Regions from separate parts of the Sus scrofa genome. Here region 2 is linked to region 1. The links are chromatin contacts, called in public Hi-C maps. All regions are on one chromosome and are shown on one strand. The core of a region is the stretch at or near the end of the contact, and the rest is flanking DNA. Distances in the headings are between cores, read along the strand shown.

Region 1 (3,710 bases), core at 896-3,395:
GTTGCCAGAGATGGTCAGTACCTGAATCCCTACAAAATACCGTATATATCAACCACCATTCAACACATTAAAATGAAGGTCATTTTAGGGCGCCATCAACTTGCCACACTTCAGGGGGTCCCCTCAACCTGTGCTCTCTGTTGGAATGCTTTTGGTTCTCTGCAGTGTTGACTTAGTGCAAAAAAGCTCAACATATTTTTGTTTCTGTTGCTCTCACATTTGGACTCCCTTTTCTGAGCTCACCTCTTTATTAAACCTAAATTCTAGGATTTCCCACAGCAGCAGCAGGTAAGAGACATTCTCTCTACAGTTCCAGGCAGACAGAAAGCTCATCATCACCTGGTAAGAGGAGCTGGATACCCTATCACTATTACGGCTTCTGCACATGTTCCTATCTGACTTTTATTTAAAATAATGCTAAGTAACTTAATTTGAATATTTTTGTTATTTAAGAAAGGTTTCTATAGAATAACTGATGATATTCTTTCAGTTCTACATGTTGTTTCCACACTGGGCAGAAGAAAGAGGAAAGGTAATTTCCATTCCTGTCTGTTTCCATTTACAGGCGACTGTCTTCTTCTAGAAGAGGAAATGAAATGTGCAGCCCTCAGTACTGTCCTTAAGGTGCTCTTTCTCCCTTCTTCTAAAATGACCCCACATTTGGGCACATGCATGTAAGTATTTGTCAACCCATTTACTGTCTTACCAGAAAGTTCAGGCAAACGTAAAAGGGAAAGGAAATCAATGTTAGATATGAGAGCCTTCTTCCAGGGCCCAGAGATCCATGGCATAGTCTCCAGTTTTGTTTGCATTTGCACTTGACATCTAAATATGTTCAGGGAGTTCCCGTTGTGGCGCAGTGGTTAATGAACCTGACTAGGAACCATGAGGTTGCGGGTTCGGTCCCTGCCCTTGCTCAGTGGGTTAACGATCCGGCGTTGCCGTGAGCTGTGGTGTAGGTCGCAGACGCGGCTCGGATTCCGCGTTGCTGTGGCTCTGGCGTAGGCCGGTGGCTACAGCTCCGATTCGACCCCTAGCCTGGGAACCTCCATATGCCGCGGGAGTGGCCCAAGAAATGGCAAAAAGACCAAAAAAAAAAGCAAGTTCATAATAACATCTAAAATAAATAAATAAATAAACAAATAAATATGTTCAGACACTATTTAAGCTATACTTCTCACTTCATGACTTAAAATTAGCCAGAGGCTACTCAGACTGCTATTTGCTAACATGTTAATTTGATTAGAGTGTCTCAAGGCTCTTTGCTTCCTTAATCCTCTAAGACCAAGGTCAGCAGACTACAGCCCATGAGCCAAATCTGGCCTTCCACCTGTCTCTGTACAGTCCATAAGCTAAGAATGGATTTTACAGATGAACATTAGCAATCAACTTGATGACAGGGAAGAATAACTTTGATCCACAATTAAGGAAAATGTTATTTCCCCTCAAAAAGAATTCAATTAGAGTTATCAGTAAACTTACATTACAAATATCTGTACTCATTATTATATTTTAAATTTCATGAATATAAATTTGTGAAAAAAGTGTTTATTAGGTAAGCATGTACATTATATCCTTGATTTTGATTCTCAGCCCACAAAGCCTAAAACAGTACTTGACCCTTTACAGAAAAAGTTTGCTGATCTCGCCTTTATTGGAACAAAGCTGGAGATGTTCCATGAAATGCAAAGGAAAACCTCCATAGCAGTTCAATTAAGGCAAGACTTCAAGGAGCTTCACCCTACATTTTTTTGCAGATTTCATATATATATATATATAAAACGTGTTCATTTTTCTCATTATAATGCATATTAACTAAATGACATAAATGACAAATACTTTGTCTTCACTGTCTTACTAAAACAGGTATTGCTGTTTTCAAATTAGTATTCATTGCTAACAGTGATTGATTGCATACTCAGTAATAATGAACTTCAAACCCTTTAGGTAGCCACTGTTCTTGTTTAAAGATGATAATGAAATGAGGCTCAGAAAGGTTAGCCAGCTTACCTGAGACACAGAGCTAATATGAGGCAAAGCTTACTCTGATCCCTGAGCTCCTATTCCTAATCACAATAAATACTGTCCCTGCTGTTGTTTACCCTCTCCTAGAAATTTCCTTTAACTATTTCCAGTGTCCATTTGTCCCAAAGGTAATAATCCTTCATTACTGTTCACTCTGCCCTCCAACTCCCATTCAGAAGCACCCACACTGGCATGGAGTTTTACAAGTGTAGCAATAGCTATTTCCCAATGCTAATATGAACTTCTAGTTCCCTAATGTTTAAATCACAAAGTCCAACATGGAATTCTCAATAAAGACCTAAACCCAAGAGCAAATGGAGAATGAGCTGTGGCTGTCAGATCCAACAGGATTGACTCATGGCCCTGAAACTAAGAACTTTGGTCAAGAAGCTAATTTACTGCAGCTTCCACTTGGGTGCTAACGTAAATAGGCTTCAGGGAGACATCATCTATCAAGGTGAAAACCTATACAGAGTTACAGGAAACACAGATAAATTGATCATGAAAGTAAATGCTTTAGCAGCAGGTAAACCTAGATTATCAATCCACTTCAACCAATAACTCACTGTGTTATACTGAATTCATTTCATGTAACCAGGAGTTTCTGATATGCTTACTGTTTTTACTTTGATGATTACTATATCATCAAACTTAGTTTCCATTATCCTAGGAAATTCCATGAGAAAATGATTCTATCTAATCAAATCAGGCATTACTGATTCTCTTCAAAGGCTCCCCTGGAATAGTTAAGACAGTTCTGCTACAGTGATATTACTGAAAACTTATAGTCTGATAGTCTGAAAATGCTTGTAAATTCTTAGAAAACAATTACTATGTATTAATTCATCTGTTTGTTTTGCTTTTACTAAGATCAGATTGCTCTAAATTTTTAAGAATGTGATTTTACCAACTATTGCACTTACAGACTATATTATCTTCTGATCAGTCTCTGGTAGACAGGAGTGGTGGTACAGGTAAAAGTGGCTCTATTTTCAAAGATGCACCCAACCAGGGTTTGACACATAGTAGAGCTCAGTAAGTGCTTTGTAAGATGAGTAAGTGAAGGAAGGCTACAATAATTCACGTTATTTCCTGAACTTGTTGCCTGAACAGAAAATCCGTAAGACACAGAAATGTATTCCGAAAGTCAGAAAGAGAAATAAGTGGTACATGATTACAATTAAATAACATAAACGCTTTAGGAAGATATACAGATCTGAGAGTAGCTGTATAACTGGATTTAGGAGTAACAAGGGATTGAGGTGGTCTGATCTGCTTTCCCATGAGGAAGTTCGGGTCTGGGTGGGACCTGGTGTGTGAACGGGGGACAGTTTGCCATGCTCACTGTCATGACAAGAAGGTGACCACAGGATGAGACCTGTACTACCCAGGCACAGAAAGTCTCTGGGAGCTCTCTACTACATTTTCCTCACAGTTCATACTTGGGCTGATCTTTACCATCAGAACACAAAAGACCAGATCTGGAATGGTGGACCTGACTTGCCCCCCACCCCCAGCCCCTTTTCCTGCCAGGAATGAAGAAAATCAGATTTCTCTCCAGATGTAGCTTAATCTGTTGTTACTGCACAGGGAAACACTTGTTCAAAAATGCTATTTCTCCTTTTAAAACACTTGAAACCTTTTAAACAGGGAACAGAGCTTATCATTATGCAATAACTCATCCA
Region 2 (3,552 bases), core at 939-3,438, 190 kb before region 1:
TGTGAATTATGTCTCAAGAAAGCTTTTTTTTTTTAAGTAGTGTGCCAAGAACTCATTCACTCTAATTTGTGAATTTTTTAATGCAAAGGATGTATATGGCAAGGGTAACACAAATACAAGGAGCTACAGTGATAAACTGTTTTAAAGTCTGTGTTTAAGATGCCATTTTTACTATTCCTTTTTTTTTAATGTTTTCCTTTATAAATAGTGCCTTTTTGGTGAATAATTCTATTTGGTGACATACATTTGTGAAGCTGTTTGCAACATCCTTCTATAATTTGGCTACAGTAAAATAATACTTCTAGACTCTACATATAGTCAACATTTTTGGATATTTGGGGAAGGAAGATTGCTGAATTTAGAACTCAGATAACAAACAACTTCGAACCTTCAAATTCAAATGAAGGAGGGTAGATAATGCTGCATTTGTAACCCTTCCCCTTGTGTCTTTTCTGATAATGCTCTTTCTCAGTTTTGGGATAAATATCATTTATTATTGGAAAAAGCTGTGCTTGAAGAAGTTGTGAAATACACTATTGAAGGGCATAGAATTTTGTGAGAGTTTGCTCTATGAGCTGGTGTGGGAAAATGTGCTGTTTACTCCCATGATGCCATAAAGCATCACCAAGTCAACTATTTCTCCCAAAGACCTAATTTGGACTGAGATGTGTTGCTTGATAATAACAGTGTCGTGGCTCCTAACAGTAGGGGATCCCAGAAGTCTAACATTAATAAACATATGCTAAGTTTTAACCCTTTTAAATAAGTTGCAGTTAATTTTACTATGTTCAAATCAAAATTTTGTTATCCAACTCCAACCACCTATTCCCAAAATTTAGGCAAATGTGAGCTGATGAAATTAAAGATTTGTTACATACTTTTGTTTCATCAATGGGTTTCATATCAATTTTTAACTTTCCCTTGGTATTCTAATCTCTGGGAAAAAGCAGTCACTTATATTTTGTCTTCACATGGTCACGATTTAGAGGGAAGTAAAACTTAAATGTTTTGAAATGATGTTGAAATCAAATATTCTACTTGTAAGAATTTACTAGTAATGAACATTATATTAAACTTTTTGTTTTACTTATGGGTATAAAAAATAGAGCATCATTTGGACAATTGTCACTAATAGCAGTATCTTCAAAGTTCATTCATTTCATCAAATATTTAATTAGCATCTACTATATATCTCTAAAACTGAGCTGCTTATTCTCCTACGGAGAAAGAAGACCTTTGTGCTGTGATGCTGCTGCTGCCTTGATAATGACTATTACTGTTTTTTGTTTGTTTGTTTTATCTTTTTAGGGCTGCAACCATGGCATATGGAAATTCCCAGTCTAGGGACTAAATCAGAGCTGTAGCTGCCTGCCTATACCACAGCTCACAGCAATGCAGGATCCCTGACCCTCTGAAAGAGGCCAGGGATGGAACCCGCAACCTAATGGTTACAAGTCGGATTCATTTCAGCTGCACCGCAGTGGGAACTCCAACATTGTTTTAATGCTCAGCTTAAAAAAAAAAAAAAAAAAATCCACAGTAAGTAAGTGACTAGATACAGTTTCCAGTGCTTTAAGAAACAGAAAAACACAAGTAAAAGACATAGTACGTCACCAGTACAAATCTACTAGAATAGATAAAAGACAGGCAATGTCAAATTTTGGGAAGGATTTGGTACAATCAGAACTCTCATGTACTGCTGGTTCACCTACACATTTGTACAAACACTTTGTAAAAACCTTTCAAAGTATCTACTAAAGCTGAACGAATGGATACATAAAAATCATCAATTCCTAAGTGTAGATTTAACATACAGATAGCTTGAAAAGCAGTTATTAGAAAGTTTATAGTGTCACTGTTTAAATACATAATAGCCAAAAACTGCAAACTTTACTGTTAAGGATGTTTATCAACACTAAATTGTGGCATATTTCCATAATAGCAGTATGTAAGAATGAGAATAAAAATCAAAAATTACGAACGATAACATATATAAATCTCACAGAATGTCAATTGAAAAAAGTTATAAAATCTGTGCACTTATCTTCCTGTGTATATACATTATAAAACAGATAAAACTAATCTGTAACACTGGAAATCAAAAAGCAATGACTGAGGTGAGAGATAGTAACTGAAAAGGAGCATATAGTGGCTTTGGAAATACTGGTAATGACCTATTTCTGGATCTCAGTGCTGCTTACACAGTATGTTTAGTTTGAGAAAATCCACTGAGTTGTAAACTAAGGCTAGATGGACATTAATGTAGGCATGTAATTTAATAAGAGGGATTTTTTTTTAAGGATAAAGAGGTTCAGAAAAAAATAAAATATAATTTCTTTATTAAAAGATACTTTTCACAGCCAGTAATTTTCAGGAAAAATTGTTTTCTTAAATGAAATTAAAGACGAACGTGCAAAACTTTAAATGCATTAAAAAATGCGCTTGAATTTTTTTCACAGTTTATGTAATGCAGCCAGCTTAAGCTGATCTATTCTAAACAGTCTTTGACCACTGTGACAGTCCAAAATCAACACGTTTTATTTACATATGTAAGGTCCTTCCAGGGTACATTTACATCATCAAAGACAGACAAAGATGTGTTCAATTTCATTTAATCTATTTGGTTAAATTTTCACTCTTTGAAGATCAGTAGAACCATGTGTGGTATCTAATGGAAAATATTTCAGATTATTTGCTTAATTAGCTGGTTATGTGAGGGTATATGGTTCATTATTTATATTCGAAAGACATTTCATTTTAGAAGTATGTAATTTTGTTCTATATTTTCTTTCTTCCTTTCTTCTCACATGTACACCTAATAAACAGATAGGTTTACAAAAGTATGAGTACTAGAATGTTTATAGCATCACTGTTTACAATAGTCCCAAACTACAAAGTTCACTATTAGTGATGCTTGTCAACAATGGAATAGATAATTAAACTGTGATCTATTTCCATAATAGTAGTATATAACAATGACAATAAAAATCAAAAGCTACATACAATATGAATTACTCACACAGACATATTATCAATTGAAAGATGTTCAATTACTCATGAAATATTCATGAATTAAAAGTTCAACTACCCATGGCTGCATACTATTTTGCTGTGTGTGTGTATCATAAATCGTTATCCATTTATATGTCAACATTCAGGTTGTTGTCTTGGCTATAGTGAATAATGCCGCAGTGAACATGACAATGCAGGTTTCTCCTTGACATAATGATTTTGTTTTCTTTGATATAAACCTAGAAATGGAATTGCTGGATCATACTGCAGTTCTCATTTTAATTACTTGAAGAACCTCCATACTGTTTTTCATAGTGGCTATGTTAAAATTCTTCCTGATGTAAAATTAAGAATAAATGCTAGATTTGTTACTTCTCAGTTTTTTTAAAAAACTTCCTAGCAAATATTATCTTCTATCTGTGGACTACAATTAATATTTGACTAGGAAAGGTGATGTGTCAGAAACAGCAATATTATAGCTAGAGTACTCAGTGTTTAGCTTTCCCACATATCCTAGGTAGGAAAGTTAAGTTTAGGGAA

Evidence for each region. A called contact is a pair of places that touch in the nucleus more often than the background predicts.
Region 2: a Hi-C map of liver shows a contact between it and region 1, with 2.1 times the contacts expected there. The contact joins two enhancer-like sites. A contact is called at or near these places in 3 of 47 Hi-C or Micro-C datasets (liver and skeletal muscle).

The regions. Positions count from the first base shown.
Region 1 is chr2:124,247,101-124,250,810 of Sscrofa11.1, reverse strand. All of the region lies in intron 1 of PRR16 (protein Largen), which reads right to left. Among named protein-coding and RNA genes, the nearest start is that of PRR16, 50 kb to the right of the region's middle. Within about 2 kb of position 2,145, at least 2 of the 83 cell types and tissues checked have an H3K27ac peak or open chromatin away from gene starts, as enhancers often do. A contact at or near this core is called in liver, where this site is marked.
Region 2 is chr2:124,434,042-124,437,593 of Sscrofa11.1, reverse strand. The region is part of intron 2 of PRR16 (protein Largen); the gene reads right to left. The region is part of intron 1 of LOC110259454 (a long non-coding RNA gene); the gene reads left to right. Among named protein-coding and RNA genes, the nearest start is that of PRR16, 240 kb to the right of the region's middle. Within about 2 kb of position 2,188, at least 1 of the 83 cell types and tissues checked has an H3K27ac peak or open chromatin away from gene starts, as enhancers often do. A contact at or near this core is called in liver, where this site is marked.